2 separate regions of the Sus scrofa genome follow, and region 2 is linked to region 1. The links are chromatin contacts, called in public HiChIP or PLAC-seq maps. All regions are on one chromosome and are shown on one strand. The core of a region is the stretch at or near the end of the contact, and the rest is flanking DNA. Distances in the headings are between cores, read along the strand shown.

Evidence for each region. HiChIP or PLAC-seq counts read pairs in DNA pulled down with a chosen protein or histone mark.
Region 2: a contact with region 1 is called in an H3K27ac HiChIP or PLAC-seq map of alveolar macrophages. The contact joins the enhancer-like site here to the promoter of MAP3K5 in region 1. A contact is called at or near these places in 1 of 5 promoter capture datasets (liver), 6 of 47 Hi-C or Micro-C datasets (adipocytes, alveolar macrophages, blood and 3 more) and 2 of 2 datasets of contacts at active chromatin or transcription factors (alveolar macrophages and skeletal muscle).

The regions. Positions count from the first base shown.
Region 1 is chr1:27,376,769-27,383,232 of Sscrofa11.1, reverse strand. MAP3K5 (mitogen-activated protein kinase kinase kinase 5) reads right to left here and starts at 3,090. Exons shown (of 29, transcript XM_021072507.1): 1 at 1,948-3,090. The coding sequence starts at 2,371. It overlaps LOC106508844 (a long non-coding RNA gene), which reads right to left. Exons shown (of 4, transcript XR_002342715.1): 4 at 5,660-6,464.
Region 2 is chr1:27,412,414-27,418,877 of Sscrofa11.1, reverse strand. All of the region lies in intron 1 of MAP3K5 (mitogen-activated protein kinase kinase kinase 5), which reads right to left. Among named protein-coding and RNA genes, the nearest start is that of MAP3K5, 36 kb to the right of the region's middle. Within about 2 kb of position 3,602, at least 33 of the 83 cell types and tissues checked have an H3K27ac peak or open chromatin away from gene starts, as enhancers often do. A contact at or near this core is called in alveolar macrophages and skeletal muscle, where this site is marked.

The DNA.
Region 1 (6,464 bases), core at 1,841-4,340:
CATAAGGTCCCTACCAGCTCTCTGTACGTCACATGATTTTTCCACGTCCCTCTCTTGATTCTGAGAATAAATCAGATCGGATAAACGGAGGAAGCAAGGTCAAAGCAGGACCTTTTAGAGTCAGACACCTGAAGTGGAATCTTGCCAGTTATTACCTATGACCCTGCACCAGTGATGAATCCCTTAGTTTTCTCATCTAAGAAGAATGGTAAGAATTTCATTGGTTTCCTCATCTAAGAAGAATGGTAAGTACTTCCTTGGTATTCCCATCTAAGAAGGATGGTATGTACGTTCTTCGTAGGCTTGTTTGGAAGATTAAATGAGATACAGTTCAAAGGTCTGGTCCCTTCTAATCTTTCTCTCTCCCTTCCCCAGAGACTGCAGTTGGAGAATAAACAGTACATAAGCTTTGATAGAAAGCTCTTTCAAATTAGCTTAGAGTTTAAGATTTTTTTTAGAGAGCCTTATAAAAATACCCAATCTATCAGTGCAATAAAAATAGGCTCAGTATCTCATTGGGCGTTTTCCTCACATATCTTTCAGTTCTTTGAAGTGTCTTCCAAATTACAATCCAAAAATAAGAGTGCCGTAATTTTTAGAAAAGCTATGTTTATCTAATTTTTATAGCAAGCCACACAAGGAACCAAGCTATAATATATGATACTCATGTCTAGTTATGAAACCCAAAATGGTAAAATATACCAGAACCAGAAAGTCCTAGTTTATTTAGTCTGGCTTCCTTAACATGAAGTTCTTCTTGTTCTTAAAATATTCGGCTTGGCTAAATTCCCAAACTGACAAAGGCTACTTCAGGTGTTTTCAAAAGACTGAAGAGAATCAGAACTGAAAACAAGATTGGAATATAAAACCTTCTATGTGATCAGACATGCAAGAACCTTATTGTTTGAAACCACTATTAAATCAAACTTTACGCCCACATGTCTTAAAAAAATACACACAGAGTCTCAACATTGGTTATACAGGGTGCTAAAGGTTAATTTCAATAACATGCTTTTAACTCTAACATTTGCTAACAAATCGCTAGAATTACAATGACACTTGCTGAAATCTGTGACAGTTGGAAAATATTTTTTTTCATGAATTATCCTAGCAATCACTTTAATGGGCACACTTTAATGGCCAATCTAATCTTTGTCATTAAAGCACCCTATCAGTGTTTTAAACAGTGTTAAATTATATACGTCCCAGCTCATCAGGGGTAATGAAAAACAGACCCCAGTTCTTTCATGGAAATCCTAACAAAGATACCACACAAGTTTAGTGTAAGTTACAAGATTGCTTTTAGAAGTCATTACTTGAAAATTCGAATTGCTAAGATACGGGAAAGCAGGCCCCTAAACTTAGGGCAGAGTTGGGAAGATCATTACATAACATGTAAATTCACATGGATCCACTCTGCCTGCAGCTGGCCGAGTGGCAGAAGTCATGATTTCTGTCCTCTCAAAAGTACACAGAAAAAAATGAGGACATCATCTAAAACAGTCATAGGTATATATAGAAGGAAAATGTGGGCCAAACCTAACATAAGAGAGACCAAAACAGTGAATCGTGACGGACTGATGGGGGCAAGTATCTCACACCGCAGAAGAACAGAAGTTCTTTGATAGGACCACGCGCACCTCCGGGCTCCAGCGCGGGCCGGGGTTGGGTCATTCAGACTCTCGCACAAAGACACACAGGCTCTTGCACCCGCATACACTCTCCCAAGCGTGGCGAACGAGCGCCCAGAGCAGGCATGCAGCGACGCTCGTTGCCCTTAAGGTGGGGCAAGAAGTAAATAAGTAGGAAGCACGATTGCTGCTCAGAAATTGTTTTTTCCTGCTGCCCCGCAAAACACATTTCTCCCCCTGTGGCAGCCGCGGGGGGGGGGGGCGAGGGGGAAATAACCCCGGACTGCAGAGGATGGGGAAGGGGTTGCACACGCACCTGCATTGTAAAAACGGTCCAGCACCGCGGTTTCCCCAAAGTCCAGTTTCCCAAAATGCAGGGTCTCCAGGGCAGCGCCCACCGCCTCGCACGCCTCCCGTAGGCACTGCAGGGCCTCACTCTCGGCCACCACCAGCTGCCCCTGGCTCGCTTCGTTGATGACATATGCCACCGTGGTCCGTCGACCGCCTCCGCCACCAGAGTTGCCCCGGCATCGGGTGGTGCTGCTCGCGGACGTGGTACTAGGACACCCGGTGCCAGGGGCGGCGGCACTCTCCACGTTCCAGAAGCTGCCCGGTGGCGGCGGTGGCAGCTGGCTCTCCTCGCCCTCGGCCACCGCCGCCGCTCCTCCCCTCCGGCAACTGCCGCCCTCGACGAAGGGTGGCACGGAGAAAGTGATGCCCTCACCCGCCTCCGCGTTCATCTCTCCCGGCCGGGTTGTCGCGGCAGCGGCGTCGCCCGCCCAGCCGCACCGTCTGGCCAGCCACAGCTCGGGGCTGCTCCGCGCGCGTCGGGCTAAGCAGCTGCCATCCCGTGTCGCGCCTTCCGCCCCGCGCCGCCGCCTCCTCTCCGGCGCCCTCTCCCCCGAAGGGACGCCGCTGCCCGGCGGCGGCTCGCCCCTCCTCGGCGCCTCCGTGGCCACGCCGCTCGCCCGCTGCAGGGTGTAGAGTACAAGGGGTGGGGAGGCCGGGTTGAGCGGGAAGGGACAGCGCTTCCTTTTCTTGGCCGGCGGACAAGTCGGCTGGCGAACCTGCGCGGCGGTGCGGCTCAAGGGCGCCGCTCTCGGGGTGCGGTGCGCCCTGGCCACCCAGAGCGCGGTCCCGGCTCCTTCCGTGCCAGCCTCTCGGGGATGGTCCGGGGAGGGCGCCCTCTGGGTGGGGAGCTACCTGGCCAGCACCTTACTGGCGGGCAGGCTCCCTGGACTGCGTCCCGGAACAGCGGCCGCGGCCGCCGAAAGGATCCGCCCCCTTCCTCGGCGGCAGCTCCCCTTCATCGGCTCTATTTCCTCCTCCTTCCCTGGCCCCGTTTCTCTGCCGATCGCCGCGGCGGCTCCGTCCCAGCACCAGCCTGGCTGCTCGAGTCTGGCCGCTCCTCGCAGCCGCTCTGCGTGTCGGCCACCGGCTTCTTGCCGCCCACTCGTCGCGGCACCGAAAGTCAGGGCCCGCCCCGGGGGAGGGCGCTGCTGGGAAGCTCGGCCCGGACGCAACCGACCGCACCACGGCTCCCGGACCTCAGCCCAGCCCCGAGCACCACGCGGGGCTAAGGTTCTCCGCCGTCACCCACCAGGACCCCACTCAAGAAGACCTAGAGTAGGCAAAATTCCGGAGCGCACGCGATAGCAGGATGGCGCAAAAGTCTCTCTTGCGAATACTCGGGAGGCATTTGCAGCGTTCCCCGTGGCCCCAGCGCCCCCTGCCGGCATCGGGTCCGCGTGCGGCGCTGCCAGGACTAGCGCAGCGCTGAGGCCCGCGTTGCGCAAGGCGGGAGGTCTAGCAGCTGGGCCTGAACTGGCAGGCGGTTTATTGGTGACAGTCGCCCTCCGGAAGTGGCCTGGTAGGTAAATTTATAGGGTCTGCGCTTAGTGCTTTTCATTTTCAAACTTTCAATAGCTCTGCTGTCATTAATGAGTAATTGATTAGCTCCAACTGCTGAACAATGTAATATTCCCATCTGGGTCTTAAAATTTCCCGCAACGCAACGCCTACTTACTTGAGATAGAAAACCTGTTCTATACTCCACTTGGCAAATCATCATCCACCAGATGTAAGTAGGAAATTAAGTGATTATTTCTATTTTTTTTTTTAAATTGCACCACAGGGGAAAAATGCCTAGATTGCTTAAGCGCAATTAAAAGAAAAAAAAAATCTACTTATTTGGGAAGCAAAAACAGATGTGTAAGTTCTCAGAGAACTTCCCCAGAATGCTATAACTTTAGGAAGACCAGTGAAAGTTACAGTGAAATAAAGCAACAGGTTTGGACTTTCCAGAGATGAATGAGTTCTATGAAAAAGGAAGAAGACTATTGCAAATTACACGCAAGCCCAGAGAAAAAGGAAGACGAAAGCAGTTGAGTAGTAAAGAGCTCAAAGAAGGAAGGAAAGAGTAGTGTGGGAAAACACCTTGCAGCTGCACAACTGTATTTGCACAATTGTCTCCTCAATGAAGCCAAATAAAGCAAAGCTTTTTCTAAAGGTTTAGAAAATGGTGGGAGTAGAGAGTTCCCACCGTGGCTCAGTGGTCACAACCCTGACTAGCATCCATGAAGATGTGGGTTGGATCCCTAGCTTCGCTCAGTGGGTTAAGGGTCCTGTGTTGGGGTGACCTGTGGTGTAGGTTGCAGACTCTTCTCAGATCCCAGGTTGCTGTGGCTGTGGCGAAGGCCAGCAGTTGTAGCTCCGATTTGACCCCGGGCCTGGGAATTTCCATATGCCCCTGGTGGGGCCCTAAAAAGACAAAAAATAAAATAAAATGAAATAAAATAAATAAAATAAAATGACGGCAGTGAATTCCTCGGAAGGCAACTGGAATCTGTGTGATCCACATCTGCTTTTGAACTTGATATCATTAGGAAAGTAGATACTTAGTGAGTCAGTGATCATATAGAAACAAAATGTTGATAGGCTTACTACTTTTAATATTTCCAACAACTTGTCAAGCCTCTAAACTTCTCTGAGAGTAGATAATCTTCCACTTCATACTGGCCCAAAACAATAAACGCAGGAAAGTCACTGGGACCACGTCTGGAAAACGAAAATGCCCAAATTCTCAAGTGGCATTTGATGACACAAATAAGGTCCAAGGTTACATATAAAGCTATATTCTAAAAACCATAACTTTTTAGACCTTGTCACTATTGCCTTGCTTACAGGTCTTTTCTGAGCAATTTTTCATATATGATTTTGTTTTACTTTGCTGGCTTTGTTTTACTTTGGATTAATTTAATAACTTTAGAGATGTCACTGATTACTGGCAGACAAACCCCAATGCAACACTGAAAGACTACTGCTCTTGGTCCCAAAGCTCTCCCACCTAAATGGCATGGTTTAGCTGATAAATCTTACACCACGTGTATTAGGTGAAACCAAGTGAAATTTCATTTTATAGCTGATAAGCAATTGAATAGTGTAGATTCAACTTACAAGCCAAATTTGGGGCCTGTGCGGAGGCAGGGGCACTATTCTGAAATCCCACCTGCCTTCAGGTTGCTGTGTATGCCTCGGGGTGTCTGTCTGGAAGGATGAAAGCCTTTTTTTAAATTTGTTTTCATTCTTTAAAGTTTTATTGCAGTATAACTGATTTACAATGTTGTAAGAATTTCTGCTATACAACAAAGTGATTCAGTTATCCATACACACATCCATTCTCTTTCAGATTCCTTTCCCACATAGGTTATCACAGAATACTGGGTAGAGTTCCCTGTGCTATACAGCAGGTCCCTGTTGGCCAATCACTCCACATACCACAGTGTGCATATGCCAATCCCAAACCCCAGTCCACATCCTCTCCACCTCCCCCACCCCTCCAACGTCTCCTCTTTGGGAACCATTTTATTTATTTGTTTGTTTGTTTTATTTGCTTTTTTTTTTTTTTTTAGGGCTGCACTCTTGGCATATGGACGTTCCCAGGCTAGGGGTCGAATCTGAGCTGTAGTTGCCAGCCCACGCCACAGCCATAGCATTGCGGGGATCTATGCCGCATCTGTGACCTACACCACAGCTCATGGCAATGCCGGATCCTTAACCCCCTGGGCGAGGCCAGAAATTGAACTGGCATCCTCATGGATTCGTTTCTGCTGAGCCACAACAGGAACTCCCATGACCATTTTAAATGGCTACAAATTCTTTGCAGCTTCTTCCATCAAGAGGTGGAGTGTCTGTCACTCTTTGACCCTGAGTTGGCCTTGTGACTTGCTTTGCCTATCTTGAGCTTTCAGGTTTCTTCTTGAAGAGGCAAAATGGTGAATTTTAAACCTGAAATGAGCACGGGTCTCCTGGTAGTAGGAGACACTCCTAGCTCCTAGCTTGCTTTTGCCTTAGCTAACAAGCTTCCTTCTTTCTCTGTAGCTTTAGACAAGTGGGATTTAATGCCATACACAAAGCAAGGTAAATATAATTTTAAATTACTAGAAATCAATAAGGAAGCCAATAAAAGAGTTATCAAGCAGCTGGGATAAATTAAGAACTCAATCAATTGAGAAATTTAGGTCTGTGTTTTGGCTGCCAAAATAAAAACACAGAAAAGGACACATATTCATATGAAGAGTCAAGTCTTAACTTGGCACTGAATTCTATAAAGGTTTATTACATAGAATTTGATATAGAGGACACTGGGCAATACAGGGCAATCAAACGTGGATTTATAAAAATTATATGTGTTCTTTAAATTTGGATTTCGTATTTTTAAAGCTAAGAACATAAAATTAAATATTAATTCAGTGAAGGCATTTCAGAGGAATCTGAAATAATTATGTCAGATATAATGCTTTCTGGTTCTATGATCTTAATTAAGAACTGAAG
Region 2 (6,464 bases), core at 2,353-4,852, 35 kb before region 1:
TTGATCCCTGGACTTGCTCAGTGGGTTAAGGATCCGGCATTGCCGTGAGCTGTGGTATAGGTCACAGACGAGGCTCAGATCCGGCACTGCTGTGGCTGTGGTATAGGCCGGCGGCTACAGCTCCGATTCAACTCCTAGCCTGGGAACCTCCATATGCCACAGGAGCGGCTCTAGAAAAAGGCAAAAAGACAAAAAAAAAAAAAAAAAAAGAAAGAAAAAAAAAAGAAAATCTTAGCTGATGAGCTTCCTAAAATGTATGCAGATGAAAGAGGCACTTGGAAAAATGTTAATATTTACAATTATATATCCACATATGGACCCTGTTAAGTATACATTATGAATTCTAAATATGTCTATTTATGTGTGTTCACACAAAAATGTATTTATTTAGCAAAAAATTGAAAGAAATTTTTCTTTGAAAAAATGGGGGAGTTCCGGTCGTGGCTCAGTGGTTAGCAAACCTGACTAGCATCCATGAGGTTGCGGGTTTCATCCCTGGTCTTGCTCAGGGGTTAAGGATCTGGTGTTGCTGTGAGCTGTGGTATAGCTCGAAGACGTACCTGGGATCCTGCATTGCTGTGGCTCTGGTGTAGGCCAGTGGCTACAGTTCTGATTGGACCCTTAGCCTGGGAACCTCCATATGCTCAGGTGTGGCCTTAAAAGACAAAAAGACAAAAAAAAAAAAAAAAAAAAAAAAAAAGAAAGAAAGAAAAAGAAAAAGAAAAAAAAGAAAAGAAAAGAAAAAAGAAAGAAAAAAAAATGGAGTAGTTTCCATTTTGGCTCAGTGGTAACAAACTCAACTAGTAACCACGAGGTCAAGGGTTCGATCCCTGGCCTTGCTCAGTGGGTTAAGGATCCAGCATTGCCTTGAGCTGTGGTGTAGGTTGAAGATGCGGCTCAGATTCTGTGTTGCTGTGGCTGTGGCATAGGCTGGCAGCTGTAGTTCCCATCTGACCCCTAGCCTGGGAACTTCCATATGCCTTGGGTGAGGCCCTAAAAAAAAAGAAAAAGAAAAAGAAAAATGGGGAGAGATTCTTTACAAAACAGATGCAAAGAAAAGGCATATGGCAAACAAAATGTGAGAAAATATATTAAAGATTACATAAAAGAGTATATGATACGGTTTTTTTGGTGCTTTGTTTTGTGTAAGAATGAAGGTAAAATTAAACCACAGTACTTAACACTTGGCGGAGTGCAGTAAAAATACCTTTGAGATTAAGGATTTAAAATTGAAGGCAAATTTAAGAAAGTTAAAAGCTGAAGTAGGTATTTTGTAGAAATTGTAGTCAAAAATGAGAGAACTGGGAGTTCCCGTCATGGCTCAGTGGTTAACGAATCCGACTAGGAACCATGAGGTTGTGGGTTGGATCCCTGGCCTTGCTCAGCGGGTTAAGGATCTGGTGTTGCCGTGAGCTGTGGTGTAGCTTGCAGACGTGGCTTGGCATAGGCTGGCAGCTACAGCTCCGATTGGACCCCTAGCCTGGGAACCTCCATATGCTGCGGGAGCAGCCCAAGAAATGGCAAAAAGACAAAAAAAAAAAAAAAAAAAAAAAAATGAGAGAACTACTTTCAAGAAAGGATATAGGATACTTTAAAACAGTTTTAAATAGATCAACACCAATTAAAGCTCTTGGACACCTGTACACACACACACACACACACACACACACACACACACAATTTATAATTAAGGAGGAAAATTCAGCCAGTAGGAGGAGTTTTACTCAATAGCTTTTTTATATAGATATAGGCAAATTCCAAATCTTAATTACGAAATAAAAGTGGAACAATAGGGAAAATTATATAATATGGTTGAAGAGTTGTAAAATATTAGGACAATTATTGGGGCCCCAATAGGGTACTCATGTTAAGATCACCTGTGAAGATGCAATCATGACACACTACCTGGTTGGCATGTGCTGTTGTCTAACGTGGCTCTAGACTTTAAGATCTCTGGACCATGTTCATGCCCACAGCCAGATGACCCTTCGGCACCTACAGAATGCTCACTCACCTTCCAAAAGGCTGAGTTCAAAAATCACCTCCTATTAGATCTTCTGCCACCCCCACACCAAGTCAAGTGTGTAATACCATGGGCCTATCACTGATTTCTTAGTCTTGTCTAATAGGATGTGAGCTCCCAGGAAAGAATGGGTCTAATTCATGAGCATCATATATGCACACAGGATGTTTCCCAAGTGACTGGGTCACTGAGTGAATCACGCTGGAGTGAGAAATGAGGGACAGAGGGGGCTGGTGGAGTCTGTGCTCTGCAGCACATCTCCATCCACTGTTTAAGGGGCTGCCCAATGCAGCTCTCAGTGAGCAGCTGTTTTGGTGAACCACCTACTGATGCACCTTCAAAGTCATCCTCTTGCAACTTCTCAACATAAAAACAGCCATCATTACACAAACGCCCCTAACCCAGCATACTCATCAACTCGGGACAAGGTGTGGTCACCTTCTCTCCACTCCATTAACTCTGGGAAAAGTCACAGCCCCCACCCTTCGATTTTTTCATCAGCCATACAGAGTGGGTCAAAAACATGCTGTACTGTCCTCTGAGAGACAAAACCCTCTCTTTTCATGCCAGTTTGGCGTCTCAAAGAGCTGTCGAGCACCAATAGTTCTTCACGATGAAGGGATGAATTGATAGAGTTTGTGATGCATTTAAGTATTTTTGTCATAAAAAATAACTTGTCACATTACTTCCTCAATAAGATCACATGGTATCTTAAAAGGTATACTAAGAAATACTCTTAAAAAGGTATTTTTATGTCTAGACTAAAAAACAAGTCTTCCTTTTCTCCTTAGCTTATCTTTGGTTTCAACTGATGGGGAGAAAAAGGGTTTTAAACTTGCCAAAAGCTGTCATCTCACACATTTCATTGTCTTCACCTCTCTGAAGAAAGTAGTTCTAAGTCCTTGTCCTGAAGTGTCTTTATACAACTGTCTGCAGCTTCTAAGGGTCAACAACCAAATACCAAATTTCTCACAAGGGAGTTCCTGTTGTGGCTCAGTGGTAACAAACCCAACTAGTATCCATGAGGTTGCGGGTTCAATCCTTGGGCTCTCTCTGTGGGTGAAGGATCTGGCTTTGCCATGAGCTGTGGTGTGGGTTGCAGAGGCAGCTTGGATCCTGCATTCCTGAGGCTGCGGTGTAGGCCCGCAGCTGCAGCTCCAATTGACCCCTAGCCTGGGAACTTCCATAAGCCCAGGTTGCCACCCTAAACAACAACAACAGCAGCAACAACAACGATGACGCCGACAAAATTTCCCACTCATCTCACTATTTCAGGGATGTTCAAACTTCTGGACTTTTGGAAGTAACTTAGCAATTTCGCTTGTCAGAATGACTAAACAGAAAATTTGTTCTCCTCTTTGGGAATCCTTGTCAGGTCAAGTTTTCTCATGACTTTTAACCCCAGTGAGTGCATTTCATTTTTTTTTTTTTCCTGTTTTTATTTTTGTTTTTCCCCCTCCCTCTTCTTTGCTGCTTAGTCCTCCCAGAACAGCATTCCTCTGGTCTGATTCAAGTGCTCTACTGAAATCTGCTCATAAACTTTGCTTCTCCTTGGGCTCTGGCTGCTCTTCTGGTTTACGACTTTACCACCTTCATTTTGGATGAGGTCACCCAAAGCCCCGTCAGCCTGTATCTTCCCACGCAGGATAAGCTTTTATTTGGGGATTACAGCAATATCTTTCTGAGTATAAATCACAGATTAGTAAAAGGAATTGCAGATTGCATTACTCTAGCCCATGGGAATTTGGGAGAGGTGGAGTTTACAAGCACGAAAGAAACACAGACGCAAACACTCGCCAAATGTTAAACACAGGGGTGAGGACTTTGGCCAAATATAGTAATTTCTTCACAAAGAGACATATTGGTAGATAATGACCTGCTTGCTTCTTCCTTCCATCCAACAAACATAAAAATATCCAAAAGCCTCCAGTGTAGAAATGTGTTGGCAATTATAGCCTGCGGGTGCTGAATTAAACAATCCTTCCCCACCCTGCTCAACAATCAAACGGTAATGTTTTATGAAGCTTGAAAATGTGACCTCAGCCTAGAAGGGCTGTGAACACTGCTTGGGAAGGAAACAGGGTGTTGTTACAGTTCTTGTTTTCTGGCTTGGAGTATCATTTCCCAGCCCAGGCTGCTAAAGAAGGGATGTGGTTATATAGAAAGTAGCTTTAGGTTTGCATTCTTGTAATCCAACCCACCAAATCTGTAAAATATCAAAAACATACTGACTTAAAAGAAAAGGCTAAGCCACTCCCCTTTTCAGAAGGTTGCCACCCTAGAAATACAGGTGAATCCTTAGTGTGGTTATGCCTTGGTAGAATCCCAGTGACCATGGTAATCACTGGGGTTCTGGCTTAATCTACGAAATTCATGAAAACGCCTCCACTATTAAAGTCACCTCTATCTACTTTTTTTCTTTTTTTTTTCTTTTTTTTTTTTTGGTCTTTTGCCTTTTTTTTTTTTTAGGGCTAAACCCGCGGCATATGGAGGTTCCCAGGCTAGGGGTCGAATCGGAGCTGCAGCCACAGGCCTACACCACAGCCACAGCAACAGAGGATCTGAGCTGTGTCTGTGACCTTCACCACAGCTCATGGCAACGCAGGATCCTTAACCCACCAAGCAAGGCCAGGGATCGAACCTGCAACCTCATGGTTCCTAGTTAGATTCATTTCTGCTTCGCCATGACGGGAATTCCACCTCTACTTACTTTTAATTTATCTTTTTCAGTGTGCTTCATACCTTCCAAGAAAGATTTGTATCTTCATTCCCTGCCTCCCTTCATCCCTCCATTTCCCCTTCTTTATCTTCCTCAATCATTCAATTATTCCACAAATTTTTTTTTTGGTCTTTTGTCTTTTTAGGGCCACACCCGCAGCATATGGAGGTTCCCAGGCTAGGGGTTGAATCAGAGCTACAGCTGCCTGCCTACACCACAGCTCACGGCAACACCAGATCCTTAACCCACTGAGCAAGGCCAGGGATCAAACCCGCAACCTCATGGTTCCCAGTCGGATTCGTTTCCACTGTGCCATGATGAGAACTCCCTATTGCACAATTTTTTAAGCACCTACCATGCCCCACACATGGTTCTAGGCACTGAGGCTACTGAGCTGAATAAGTCAACATCTGTGTTCTCAGGCACTTCCAGTCTAGAGGGGAAGCAGAGTTTTAAACAAATCAATTATCAATCACATCGATAAGGGCTGTATTAGAAATAGGGACAGAGCAGAGGACGCAATAAGGCAAGAGAGACCAGGTCTTCCTGAGGAGGAGGGAGAGGGAGGGGAGGGTGGGAGAAGTGGGGAGGGTTGTTACATACGACATTTCAGCTGCATTCTGAAGTGTGGTTTCACCGAAGGAACGAGAGGAAGGGCCCTCTAGACAGAGGAACTAATGCAAAAGCAGAGCTGTGAAAGGGGAGAAGTTCAGCGTGGCTGGGCCAGCAGCTGGAGGCAACGAAAGTAGCAGTCAGGGAGAAGCATAAGGGTTTGAGGACCCGGGTTCAAGTCACAGTGTAGGCTTGCATTTATTTATTTATTTATTTAGTCTTTTTAAGGCTGCACCCGCAGCATGTGGAAGGTCCCAGGCTAGGGGTCTAATCAGAGCTGCTGCTGCCGACCCACACCACAGCTCATGGCAACACCAGATCCTTAACCCACTGAGCAAGGCCAGGGATCGAACCTGCAACCTCGTGCATACTAGTCTGGTTTGTTACTGCTGAGCCACGACGGGTACTCCCCCAGTGTAGAGTTTTAGAAGGTGGCTCTGCTCCCACTGCCTGGTACACATTCCTTTCAGATCTCGGCAGGGTTCCTTCATGTCATTCAGGCTCTGTCTCCACACCACCTCCATATAATTCTTGCCCCTCCGTTTACACCCCCTGGCTCTAGCCCTATGCTGTCTTCTTTTTATTTCATAGTACTTATCCCAACCGGGATCCATTATTTGTTTACTTGTCTGCTTGTTTATTGAGTGACATTTTCTTGAGACACACTGCAGGACCACAAATGCTGTATAAAAGAATACCTACATTTTCATTTTTTTGTATGTGGGAAGCCTATATTTAAATAATTCTGAGTCGCCAACACATAAAGCAGTAATAGAGGCCTTTTTGCTTTTTTTTTTTTTTTCTGTGAACACTGAATTTACTTTTCCTTCCTGTAAAATTATACAAACCCCATGTTAGGCAGCAGCAGTGCTGACCGCTGGCTTTCTATAACCAGAGAGGCTGGCATGGGGTACTCAGATGAATGGATGAATAAGGAAAAAGGTATCAAAGAAAAATTAAACTTTCATTAGACATACTCATCAGAGAACTCATTTTATAGAACTTAGAGACTTCCTTCATACCTTGAAATATCTGAATATATGCTTTTTTTTTTTTTTTTTTTTTTTTTTTTGGCCATGCCCAAAGCATGTGGAAATTCCCAGGCCTGAG